2 separate regions of the Sus scrofa genome follow, and region 1 is linked to region 2. The links are chromatin contacts, called in public HiChIP or PLAC-seq maps. All regions are on one chromosome and are shown on one strand. Each heading gives the region's core, a stretch centred on a gene start, on an enhancer-like site or on the middle of the called end of the contact. The rest is flanking DNA. Distances are from core to core; before and after follow the strand shown.

Region 1 (6,192 bases), core at 2,917-5,416, 520 kb before region 2:
GTGACAACCCAGATCCTTAACCCACTCCATTAATCACTATGTTTTAAAGACTATGAAAATATCTGCCTAACAATAGCAAGAATTAGTCCTTCATCTGTTTAGTTTCTCAAGATGTTAGAACAACCAACAGAAGTAGCAAAACACTTTGAATCCTTTGTTGTGAAGATAACACATTTGCTTAATTTGAAGCATTAATTTTAGAGAGCATTAAGGGGTATGAAAATGATGGTGGCAGCAGTAGCCACGTGCAAACTACAGTAGTGAGCCAGAAACCTATGGGAATAGGATGTTTGGAGACTGCTCCTCAGGGTGATATTTCCCCACAGGTTAAGATCAATGCTATTTTCACTGTTGGTCTGAAAACCTCAGGCTCAGAAAAGACAAAATGAAGGAAAACGCGTGCCTGTGGGTGTGAGCAAGGCTAGCACCGTTCTGCCCCGAGGATTTGCACTGTCTGAGACACCTTGTTCACTTTGCTCCTTGTGCATCTACCTCTGCAAATGGAAGCTGACTTTGCTGAGTCCCTGCTTTGCTAACTACAGTAAAGGAGAAATATTCTGTTACCCCCTGTTAACTCATGAACACCATAAAGACCACATTTTCTTAATTTCTTCTTCTTTTTTTTTTTTTTTTTCCTGTACCTGCAGCATACGAAAGTTCCAGGACAAGGGACTGAATTGGAGCTGCAGCTGCAACCTATGCCACAGCTGCAGCAACACCAGATCCTTAACCCACTGTTCCATAGTGGGAACTCTCCTTAATTTTCCTCTTTCAATACCAGCTTTGCACCCAGCACAGAATAAACTGGTGACACATTTTGAATCATCCTTCATTCTCTGATGTGTAACTTGGTTTCTCTTTGCAGTGCAGGCTTCAGCGTGGGGCTTCCAGCAGTTCAGTCATTCTAGGTTGTAAATTTCTTTTCTAAAAATGAAGGCTTAGACTTAAGTGCTATATAGAACATTATAAGATTTCCTTGCTATGCTCTTACTATAATTGATTTCTTAGAAATTAAGCTAAGAATAAAAGAAATGTGTTTGTTGGGGGGGTAAGGGTAAAGGTGGGGTTGGAAATCAAACTAGGAGATTGGAACAGGACCATATGACATCAGGGCTTTGTATTCTAGGGGAGGTTCTTCCAACAGAGTCCAAAGTTCTTCCAGCAAGATGCGCAGATAGACAGCTTGTCTTAAGCATTCTTTGTGCCATCATCAGATTTAAAGGGTAGTTAGGAATTTTATATTAATGTTGTTTATCAAAAGTCTGAGGGCAGAGGGTACATTTCTTACCTCTTCTTTGCTGCAAATGGCTTAAACATCCAAAAAAGAAGATTATTGTATATTGAAGATTTTGCACATATTGAGGTTTGCATGACCAACACCTTAATCCTTTCTCCTGAGCCATGATCCTGCCTATTTCCTCTCATTTCTCTGGGCAATTTGGCAGTGCCAGCTTCTTTCAGCTCATCCAGGCATTATGTCAGCATTATTATGGTAGCCTTATTGCCCACATTGGAAGGATCTCTATGTTCTGTTTTCGCTCTTCTGCCCCACAGATATGGCATAAATACAAAGTATGAGATGGGCAGAGTGCCTGCATGCTGCTCTCTGCTCTTACTCCCTTTTCAGCGGTGGCTGGAGCAGGCCCCAAATCTCCTGTCTATTAGAGACTTGGTGGTGTATATAAGGTATGGGCCTGCTTTGTAAGCAAATGTATACCCGCCGACATATTGGGGTTTCAAGGATGAGAAGCTGAATTTGTCCTTCATCACCAAACGTTATCTAAAATTTGATTTTGAGAGCACTATCCTGTTATCTTTAAGTATTAATAAATTGCAGAATATGGAAAAAGTGGGAAAAGCATTAGCATCTTTGAAATCTATCATGTGACCAGTGTTCTCTCAGGCAGAGTAGCTTAGCATTATCTTATTTGTTTAATTCCTATGAGAAAACCATGAAAGTGATTTTAGGGTACCCATTTTATGGATGAAGAAACCGAGGCCCAGCAAGAACCCAGATCACATGGCTAGTAAACACAGAATGACCCCCAGCCACAGTCAGTGACTGGGGAAAATAGGATTTCAACTCCACTCTACCAGATTTCAAATTATTTATATGCTGGAAGGAATCTCAGAACAGTTTTCCATTTAGGATATAACACCTCTGGGAAGCAGAGGTCACTACTATCTGATCAGTGTTTCCTATAAGTTATCCATCTTTGCCTCCAGTTTATTTCCAATGTCTTGCATCATCTTTAGCATCCACAATCTAAAGTCTTTTTCCTGGAGGCTGAGAATCTCCTCATCACTTAGCTGATTTTGTGGGGTTTTTCCTTTCTCCCTTATCTGAGTTATAGTTTCTTGTCTTTTCATTTTTATAGGGTTTTGGTGTGGTGACCTTTTTACAGATAGAATTGTAGTCTCTCTTACTTCTGGTGTTTGCCCCCCTTGTGGCTGAAGTTGGAATGGGGGCTTGCTGTAGGTTTCCTGAGGGGAGGAGCTGATGCCTGCCCACTGGTAGGTGGCTGATTCTAATCCCTCTGGTGGGTGGGGCTTAGTCTCTGGATGGGATTAGAGGCAGCTGTGTGCCTGAGTGGTCTTTAGATAGCCTGTTTACTGAGGGGCGGGGCTGTGATCCCACCTGGATTGTTGTTTGCCCTGGGGCTTCTCAGTGCTGACTGACCTTATGGGGCCAGATTTCCCAAAATGGCCACCTCCAGAGAAAAGCACTGCTGCTGAATATTCCCGAGAGCTTTGCCTTCAATGTCCCTTCCTCACAACAAGCCACATTCACCCCTGTTTTCCCAGGAGGTCCTCCAAGAACTGCAGTCAGGTTTGACCCAGATTCCCATGGAGACTTTGCTTTGCTCTGGGACTCAGTGCATGTGAAAGTCCATATGCACCTTTTAAGAATGGGGTCTCCATTTCCCCCAGTCCTGTGGAGCTCCTGCACACAAGCCCCACTGGCCTTCAATGCCAGATGCTCCAGCGGCTCTTTCTCTCAGTACCAGATCCCCCCACATGGGAGTTTGATATGGGGCTCAGAACTCTCACTCCTGTAGGTGAGTCTCTGTGAACCAGTTAGTTTTCAGTCTGTGGGGCTTCCCACCCTGGAGGTATGGGTTGTTTATATCATGAAATCACCCCTCCTTCCTCTTGATGTGGCCTCCTCTTTTTCTTCTGGAGTAGGATATCTTTTTTAAGGTTTCCAGTCCATTTGGGTGAAGACTGCTCAGCCTTTAGTTGTGAATTTTGCTGTCTTTAGGAGAGAAGTTGAGCTCCAGTCCTTCTATTCTGCCATCTTAATCCCATCTCCCCAGAGGTCACTACTATTTGGGAAGGGAAAGGAACAAGAGGACTGAGTTTGCAGGGTGCCATCGGCTTCCCCTTGATACGTTTGCCCAGAGGTGGTGGCTGTGGTGGGTTTCTCTTGGGACCCCAGGGGGAGCAGGTCATGCAAATACAGGATCAGAGTGCACCAGAGCTGTTTGGATATTGGAAACCACCTAGTCCAGTTCCCTTTTGTCATTGCAGATGAAGAAACACACAAGAAAGGACTTGCCCTGGAAGTCTTGTCCAGAGTGAGTTAGAGGCAGCCCTAAGGCTGTAGCCCTGCACACCAGTCTTCCAGATGCCTCAGCTTCTCAAACTCTCTTCTGGAACTTCCATTGGGCCATTATTCTTAGTCATATTTCAAAAGCCATCACCTGATAATATGCTAGCTTCCTACAACTACAGAAGTGAATTTGAGGAGTCTTGTCTTTATTTATATCTTCCTCTATGACTCCAACTCCTTTTACCCAGGAGTACATTGATAAATGTATAAGTTATTCCTAATTCATGCCATAGCATTCATCCCTATCTCATGGTCCAGCTGTCACAAGTATCCATGTCACCATATACCATGCGGGACATTTGCACGGCTTCAGAACCCAGGCACGATGCAAAAACCTTCCACATTTCCACTCAGCCTTCCTTTACTCATTTCTTGAAATTATAAGAATGTTTTCATTATCCCAAAATGAATAGGATAGAACAGAGCTCCCACTTAGAGAGATAATTATAGCTTCTAATTGCAAATTTACCTCTTCATAAGGTCACTCACTGACTTAAGAACAGTCTTAGACCAAATTGTCTGCAGCTCATATTTCCTCCTGGTTTTCCAGGACTCTGCTGACTCAGAACGTAGAATCATGTTACCTTCCAGTGCCTCGGGTTTCTCATTTATAAACTGGAGAGGCTAATACAGACTCCCTTTGAGGCATTTTTGTGACAAGCAGTGAAAAATGATAGTGAGCTAAATGGAAGCTTGCTTGTACTCAAAGGAAAAGGCTTTTCTCAAAGGTCTAAGTGACTGTTGAGGGAGGCAAATCAATAGCTCATTTGATTCAATATTTTTTCCATTTTTCTTTTGCAATTCTATTATATAATTTAAGAGGGGAAAGAAACTTGTGAATCTTCAAAGACTTCTAGGAAAAAAGTTAACTTCCTTTGTTGAGTTCTGACCTGAAGAAGGTCACATTAGGTAAAAGCAGATCAGAAAAAATGATCAAAATTTTTACATCATGCAGAGTCATCAGAATCTATAAAGAAAGGAAAGGGAAACTGAATTATTATGCTGGATCAAAGACCCTTCCAGGAAAGATATACTTCTTTTGACGTTACTGTTATTTTTTGTTTCTGCATGGGAAAAACTGTTATAATCTAGTCATGGTGTGTATGCACAGAGAATGTTACATGCTAGAGTTGAAAGGATTAATGAATGTTTTAAAACATCTTCTTTGTTAAGTTATATCGACAGAGATTAAAGGTGTTTTGTGTTTACAATAATTCTTCCAGGAATTAGTCACAGACCACATCCATCTAGTGTTACTCTCTGTGCTACCTTTGTGCCTCTTTTGTGAATTTGTCCCTGCCATCTCCTCAGTAGTTTATGGCTTGCAGACTTTATCCCTTACAGAACAGGGGTCCTTTGAGGATTTTTTTCTCTGTAATCTCAATATCACCACTATATCTGCTATGAAGTAGGTGCTCAGGATTTCCTGTTGTGGCTCAGGGGGTTAAGGACCCCCCATTTCTCCCTGAGGTTCGATCCCTGGCCTAACTTCATGGGTTATGGATCCAATGTTGTCTCAAGCTATGGTGTGCATTGCAGATACAACTCGGGTCCAGTGTCACCCTAGCTGTGGTGTAGACCCCAGCTGCAGCTCCAGTTGGACCTCTAGCCCAGGAACATCCATATGCCACAGGTGCGGCCATAGAAAAATAAATAAATAAGTAAATAAGTGAAGTGGGTACTCAGAAAAGGCTTATTGATTAAGTTAATAAATTGGTGAGTCAATGAGCAGACGGATGGCACCAGACTAGAAATATGTAATTGACTATGAGGTGTGTTTGACCTGTGAGCACTAAAGATACCTCTAGTGTGACCAGAACAACAACAAAAGTGGCTAGTGAGCTAATTGTGGACATGATGGAGGTGACTTACAGCTGTGCTTCTCAAATGTCAATGTGTATGTGAATCTGCTGGGAATCTTGTTTTAAGTACAGATGCTGATTTACGGCATCTGACTTGGAGCCTAGGATTCTGCATGGCTCCCAACCTCCTAGGTGGTGTGGGTGCTGCTGATTCACATTCTGAGTAGCAAGACCTCTAGCAACTGCCTTAGAGAAGCTGGTGGTGAAATGACAGGACACCCTTGAGAGTGGCTGACACTGGGCACAAAGTTATCAGGGCCCAGCTGGTGGCACTGCAGTGGATTCTTGTTCTTTGTGGTCTATAAAGTCACTGAACAAGGTGATCATGGTTCAGCAAATACTAAACAATTGATCATGGAGGAAATACAGAACTAGGTCCATGTGAGCCTCTGGTCACAGCATTTTTGCCAACCAATCAATCCATAACCTTGTTTCATGTGTTTTTCTGTTTAAAAGCACTTCATTAATACATATTATTGATTCATTAGCATTCAATTCATGGCCAGAAGCACTCTAAATCATGGCTGAGTGAAGCTAATCCAACACATGTCCTTTTTCCCTGAGGCACATCATAGCCCTCTTGCACTCAGGGACATTTCGGATAGACAGTACTATGCTTGGAGGCCATCATAGACAGCAAAATAACCCAGAAAGCACAAAAATGTCAGAAATGTGACACTAAGTACACTGCAATAAAAAAGATACATGCTTATAATT
Region 2 (5,662 bases), core at 2,418-4,917:
AGCCTACATCACAGCTGAAGGCAACACTGGATCCTTAAACCACTGAACAAGGCCAGGGATTGAACCCGCAACCTCATGGTTCCTAGTCGGATCCGTTTCTGCTGTGCCACAACAGGAACTCCTGTATTTCTTTTTAAAAAATGCCTACTGAGGAGTTCCTGTTGTGGTTCAGCAGAAACAAATCTAGCATCCATCGAGGATGCAGGTTTGATTCCTGGCCTCACTCAATGGGTTAAGGATCTGGCAGTGCCTTGAGCTGTGGTGTAGGTAGGTCGCAGATGCTGCTCTGATTTGGCGTTGCTGTGGCTGTGGCATAGGCCAGCGGTTGCAGTTCAGATTCGACCCCTAGCCTGGGAACCTCCATATGCTGGGATGTGGTCCTAAAAAAAAAAAAAGGATAAAAAATTCCTACTGAAATAGTTAGATATTGTGGTTATTTATCTGTTAATCTTACTGCTTTTCAGTTAATTAAAATAAGCTACACTGAAATTGTGATTTTGACTGAAGTGTGTCTTAATTTGGAATTTGTTCTTTTGGGTAGAAGATAGGTTGGATGGCAGCCATAATCTGTCTTTTGTGGGAAAGGCCATTGCTTACTCTAAGCATATTGATTTCAGAAGAAAGTCATGAGGGTTTAAATTTTAAGTCAATCAATCAATCAAAAAAAAAAAAAAAAAACCTCAAAGGTTATTTTCTTTAATTTTTCCTTTGGGCAGTGGTGGGTGGTGACATCCTGCATCTGTGTCATTTTAACCCTCCTCAGTCCCATATCTTGTCATTGGAACAGCAGATCTGTAAGTTGGGGCGGTTCCTGGAAAAAACTTAACCTATGTTTATATCAACCTTATTTTTATCATGTTAGTACATTTTGTGGTAAAAAAAATTCATTCTAAACCCACGATTCTTCCTAAATTTAATTGGAAAGGATTAGTTCACATTTGTTGAGGAGCCTACTGGGTTTTTTTGTCTTCAATGACTACGGCCAGTTCTTTGGGGAGAAAAGCAACAATAAACTCATCTCCTTGTCCTTTGAGCTATGAAATACCTTGTCGATGTTTAGATGTGAATACTGGGAATGGAAAGTATACATCACACTCAGGAATCATTGTTCCATGTTGAATGTTTTGGTAATCATCATTTGTTTGAAACTTCTTTGTGATTTAATTTTCCTGTGAAGCATTGGCTGTTTAAGAGCTTAGACCTTGAAGTAAGACAAACCTAGACTGAGTTCTGGCACTTAATTACTGGCTGAGTGATCTTGGTCAAGGTGACCTTCGATTAAGCCTTAGTTTTATCATATGTAAACTAGGTGTTCATATGTAAAATGGTGATAGTACCTATTCATAGATTTATTACTTGGCTTAAATCTGACACTTAGTATTCAGTAAATATTCAGTAGAATGCATCTATAATACCTTGTTTTTGGTGTCAGATGTGTTTCGGAGTTAATATTTTTCTTTTAATTTTAGGAAGGTAATACACTCAATACTCTGTTATATAAAACCCCAATGGGATGGCACCCTGTACTTTCCTTGGCCAATATTTGATTACGGGTAAATGAGGACAAAAAATAGCCACACATCTGGTCAGATTTTGCTGCGAAATGAGTTCAGTTTTTGCCACTAAATGAATTATGAAGAAACTTTTAAGTTTTTATAGCTTTGGGGGTTTTGGATTTGTGGATTGTGTCCCTGTATTTTAAACTTAAAAAGAATTACGTTATTCTAGGAGTAAATTTTAGCTGTTTATCTCATTTTGGAAAGTTTCTGTGTATTTTGTTCTGTTTTGATTTTTTTTTTTTTTTTGGCCGTGCCCATGGCATGTGGAAATTTCCTATCCAGGGACTGAACCTGTGCCACAGCAGTGACCTGACCCACAGCAGTGACAACAGATCCTTAACCTGCTGCAGCACAGGTGAACTCCTCTGTATTTTGGATTCTAATATTTTCCTCTAAGAATGGGGATATCTAAAAGTTCATACTTAGCAGGCTGCTTTAAAATTCTTGGGAAGAGTATTTATAAATAGTAAATTAACATTGTGTTCTGTTACTTGAATAGCTTTAAAATATTTTAAAATTGTGTATTTACAACAAAGAATTTAGTAGTACTCTACTCCTCTTGAGTGTGCTTAAGTGTAATTTTGATCTGATTCTTACTGCAGATGTGGGGAGTTCGCTTTGTATGATTTTGCAGCATGGCCATGTAATGGAAGTGCCTTTCTTAACCTACTGTTCTCTGTACTGTTGTGGAGTATGGTAGAAAAATATTGGAGTTTCTCTGCCTCAGAGTAATTGAGAGTGTGACTGGAGTGGTGGTGGTGATGGGAAGGTGTTGTTAGGAGATTGGTCACCTTCTATATTCTACTCTAGAAACAATTCTCATTTCCTAGAATTGATTTTAACATTTCTTTTCCCCTTCACAAAACTATGTTGGTGTCTTCATTTTACAGATAAGAAAACTGAGACTTAGGTTAAATATACCCAAATAGTAAAATTGAAGTTTGAACCTTGGTCTCCAACTCTGAAAGCTGTTCTATTACATCACCCAGCATGCTCTTCTCACACTAGAAAATGACACTTTGGAACTGAAGAGTTAGCAAATCTCCATGACTACTTAAATACTGGAAAATTAGAATCCTTTATATATTTGGAAATAAAGGTATATTCTGGGGTGAACATCTGTCTGGGGTGTGATATCCTAGTGACCAATGCAGGGCAGGAGAGTACTGCCCTGGGCAGCAGGCCTGGGTTTGGCCTGACATTAAGAAGCTTTGTGTCCCTGAGTGAGCCTTTTGATCACCTCTCAGCTTTAGCTGTAAGCTTTCATGACTCTGCTTTCTGCTGCTTCATGAGAAACAGCAAATACCATGTATTTGAAAAATACCAAACCTTTAAGATTTTTTTAGTTTGAAGGTAAAAGTCCGATAAGCAAGTATTATTTTATTAAAATACTACACTGTGAGACAAATGACAGATTATTTATGAAAATATTTGTGTCATTTTGAAATGTGAGATGTTACATGACATAGTTAGACATGAAATTTGATCTTTGCAAAATAAGACTGTTATGTTGCCCCGGATGTTTTTCCCAGAATACATGGAAATGATTTATTAAACACAGTCCCAACAGCTTACCTCCTCATTGTTAATGTGCTTATGTTTTTACACACACTGTTTCAGATTATTCGTTCTTTTTCAACCTTCAGGAAAAGCATTTGCAATGACTAGCTTAAAAGCCTCACAAAACCACCTCACCGTGAAGTTGCTTAAGTGATAATAAGAGAATAGGAACATCAGATTGATGCATCATGCTACTTATTTTAAGGCTTGGATTTAGCTCAACATTTCTATTTTCTGTTTTTGTAGTGAAAAGAGTGTAGGCTTTGAGGCCAGACTTGGGTTCAAAATCCTTACTTTCACTAGTTTTGTGACCCTGGGCAATTTACTTAAATTCCTGAAACCTCATTTTACTTACCTGTTAGAAATAATAAGGACTCTGAAGGGTGATTGATAACATTAGAGATAGTTTTTTATTTTATTTTTTTGCAACATGACTGACAAATAATAGGAGCCTAATAAATATATGGTCACTGTGATTCTTACTATTTTTGGAGTCAGAGACCTGACTCAGATTCCAGGTTTAAGATTGACCGAGTTTCTGCGTCACTTAGGCTCCCCATCTAAATGTCGCCAGTCCCAGATAGTTATGCTGTGTCATCTTATCCTTCTGCCCAGGGAGTATTAACACAGTTCTTTTTTCATTTTAACTTCAGTGGATTCTATAAGTTTGGTGCTCAGGTTTTGAGATGCTGTTATTTGAATTCTTTTCCTTAATTGACATTATTCAGCACAAGACTAGGAAACCTGTGTTCCACTGATACTAAGGCTTGGGGGGAATTACCAAATGCAAACATTTTCTACTTGAAAAATTTAGATAATTTGCCACTATAAATATAATATTGTGTATTATAAAAAATTGAGAAGTTATAGCAAATTATAAATGGTTTCATTCTCATTTTGGTGTAGTTTACTTTTGTTGATAGAAATAAATTTTAGTATCAAAATTCTTTTAAAACAGAGAAATAGGAATTATTTTCCTAAATGAAGAATAAAATTAGTCAATGCATGAGTAAAAATGTATTTCTTTTTTTTTTAAATTATTATAACCTGAGGAGAGAAGGGGATGGAGAAGGGAGAGAAGGAAAGATTAGTGTGATTAAAAGACACACTAATTGTGCCAGAGGCCTGTGTTTTTGATTTGTTTTTAAGGGCTATAATTGTTAAGCTTGAAAATTAGAATAGTTGCTGCTAAATTTGTTGAAATATTTTCTTTCTCATTAATGTTTCCTAGCAAATGGAGTACAAACATTTTCGATATTCCTTAGTGGAGGGAAACTATTTCATTTTTTGCAAAATTGGTATAAGGTATTTGATTATATTTTTAAAAGGTGCATTTTATGGAGCAACATCACCATCTTGTGGCCTTGTAGAAAATTGTTGCCAAAGTTATGTTTTTGAAACTACAAGCATAAATTAAGTTGTTCTCTGATAGCTCAATCAGGTTTGTGTTTGGCAGTTCTTACTGTAAATGGGGAATGAGGAGTAGAAAATAAAATGATTTGTACGTTAGGATTGTAACTTTGTAAAATAAATCTGTACTGGAGGAAAATAATGGTATAAAAATGAAAATAGTTGCAAGTTAAGTTGGTGCAAAGACTGGATGGTTGCTTCTCTTTCATGTTTTCATGAACTGTGCAGTATTTTAGGTCAGGCATTTTTAAGCTAGAAAATCTCTATATGTTCTGTCCTCCATTTTTTTATTAATATGATTACCAAGGCCCAGAGAAATGTAGATGCCCTGTCTTACTCAGCCATTTAGTGAGTGAGACTGTTACCTAGAGCAGTGTTTTCTAAGCTGGTGACTCTTATTAGAGGAGTATTTCTTATGTGAAGTTGTATACTTTTTTCATCTTGATGATAATTTCATCAAAATTTCTTTTCTTTCTTTCTTTCTTTCTTTCTTTCTTTCTTTCCTTCTTTCCTTCTTCCTTCCTTCTTTCCTTCCTTCCTTCCTTCCTTCCTTCCTTCCTTCTGCACCCAGGGCATATGGATATTCCTGGGCTGGGGCTTGAACCCTTGCCTCCACAGAGACAATGCTGAATCCTTAATCCACTGTGCCACAGCGGGAGCTCCAAAAGTAAATTTTAAATTTCATTTAAAAGAGCACTGAAAAACTAAATTAGCCTATTTGGTTTTAAGCCTGTGTTTACTCAGTTGTTTTTGAGATTCAAATCATTGATAATAATTATTCATATGTAATAATCTTAATAGTATTAAACATTCCCCTGTGATAGGCTTTTAGGAGGGTGTATTGGATACAGTAGTCATTGGCCAGGATTTGTCCTGTACTGGTGGAATTTACAAGTTTAGAATGTAGTGAGAAAAATAAAGCTATTTTGAAGAACACAAGAGTTTGATATCAGAGTTTCTGGGAAAAGAAAAGACAGCTATAGCTTATTGAGTGTTTCCAGTGTGTTGTCAGGCACCATGCAAAGTGCTTTTGGTACTTTTTCTCAGTGTCAGCCATTTATTTTCGAATTTTGCTTTCAGTTTTGCATATGCACACAAATACGTATTTGTGGAAGTTCTGAAACATTTCTGTG

The links. HiChIP or PLAC-seq counts read pairs in DNA pulled down with a chosen protein or histone mark.
Region 1: a contact with region 2 is called in an H3K27ac HiChIP or PLAC-seq map of skeletal muscle. The contact joins two enhancer-like sites. A contact is called at or near these places in 1 of 47 Hi-C or Micro-C datasets (embryonic fibroblasts) and 1 of 2 datasets of contacts at active chromatin or transcription factors (skeletal muscle).

The regions. Positions count from the first base shown.
Region 1 is chr4:51,015,100-51,021,291 of Sscrofa11.1, reverse strand. No RefSeq gene overlaps it. Among named protein-coding and RNA genes, the nearest start is that of MIR9858, 190 kb to the left of the region's middle. Within about 2 kb of position 4,166, at least 3 of the 83 cell types and tissues checked have an H3K27ac peak or open chromatin away from gene starts, as enhancers often do. A contact at or near this core is called in skeletal muscle, where this site is marked.
Region 2 is chr4:50,495,671-50,501,332 of Sscrofa11.1, reverse strand. The region is part of intron 1 of WWP1 (NEDD4-like E3 ubiquitin-protein ligase WWP1); the gene reads left to right. Among named protein-coding and RNA genes, the nearest start is that of WWP1, 11 kb to the left of the region's middle. Within about 2 kb of position 3,667, at least 3 of the 83 cell types and tissues checked have an H3K27ac peak or open chromatin away from gene starts, as enhancers often do. A contact at or near this core is called in skeletal muscle, where this site is marked.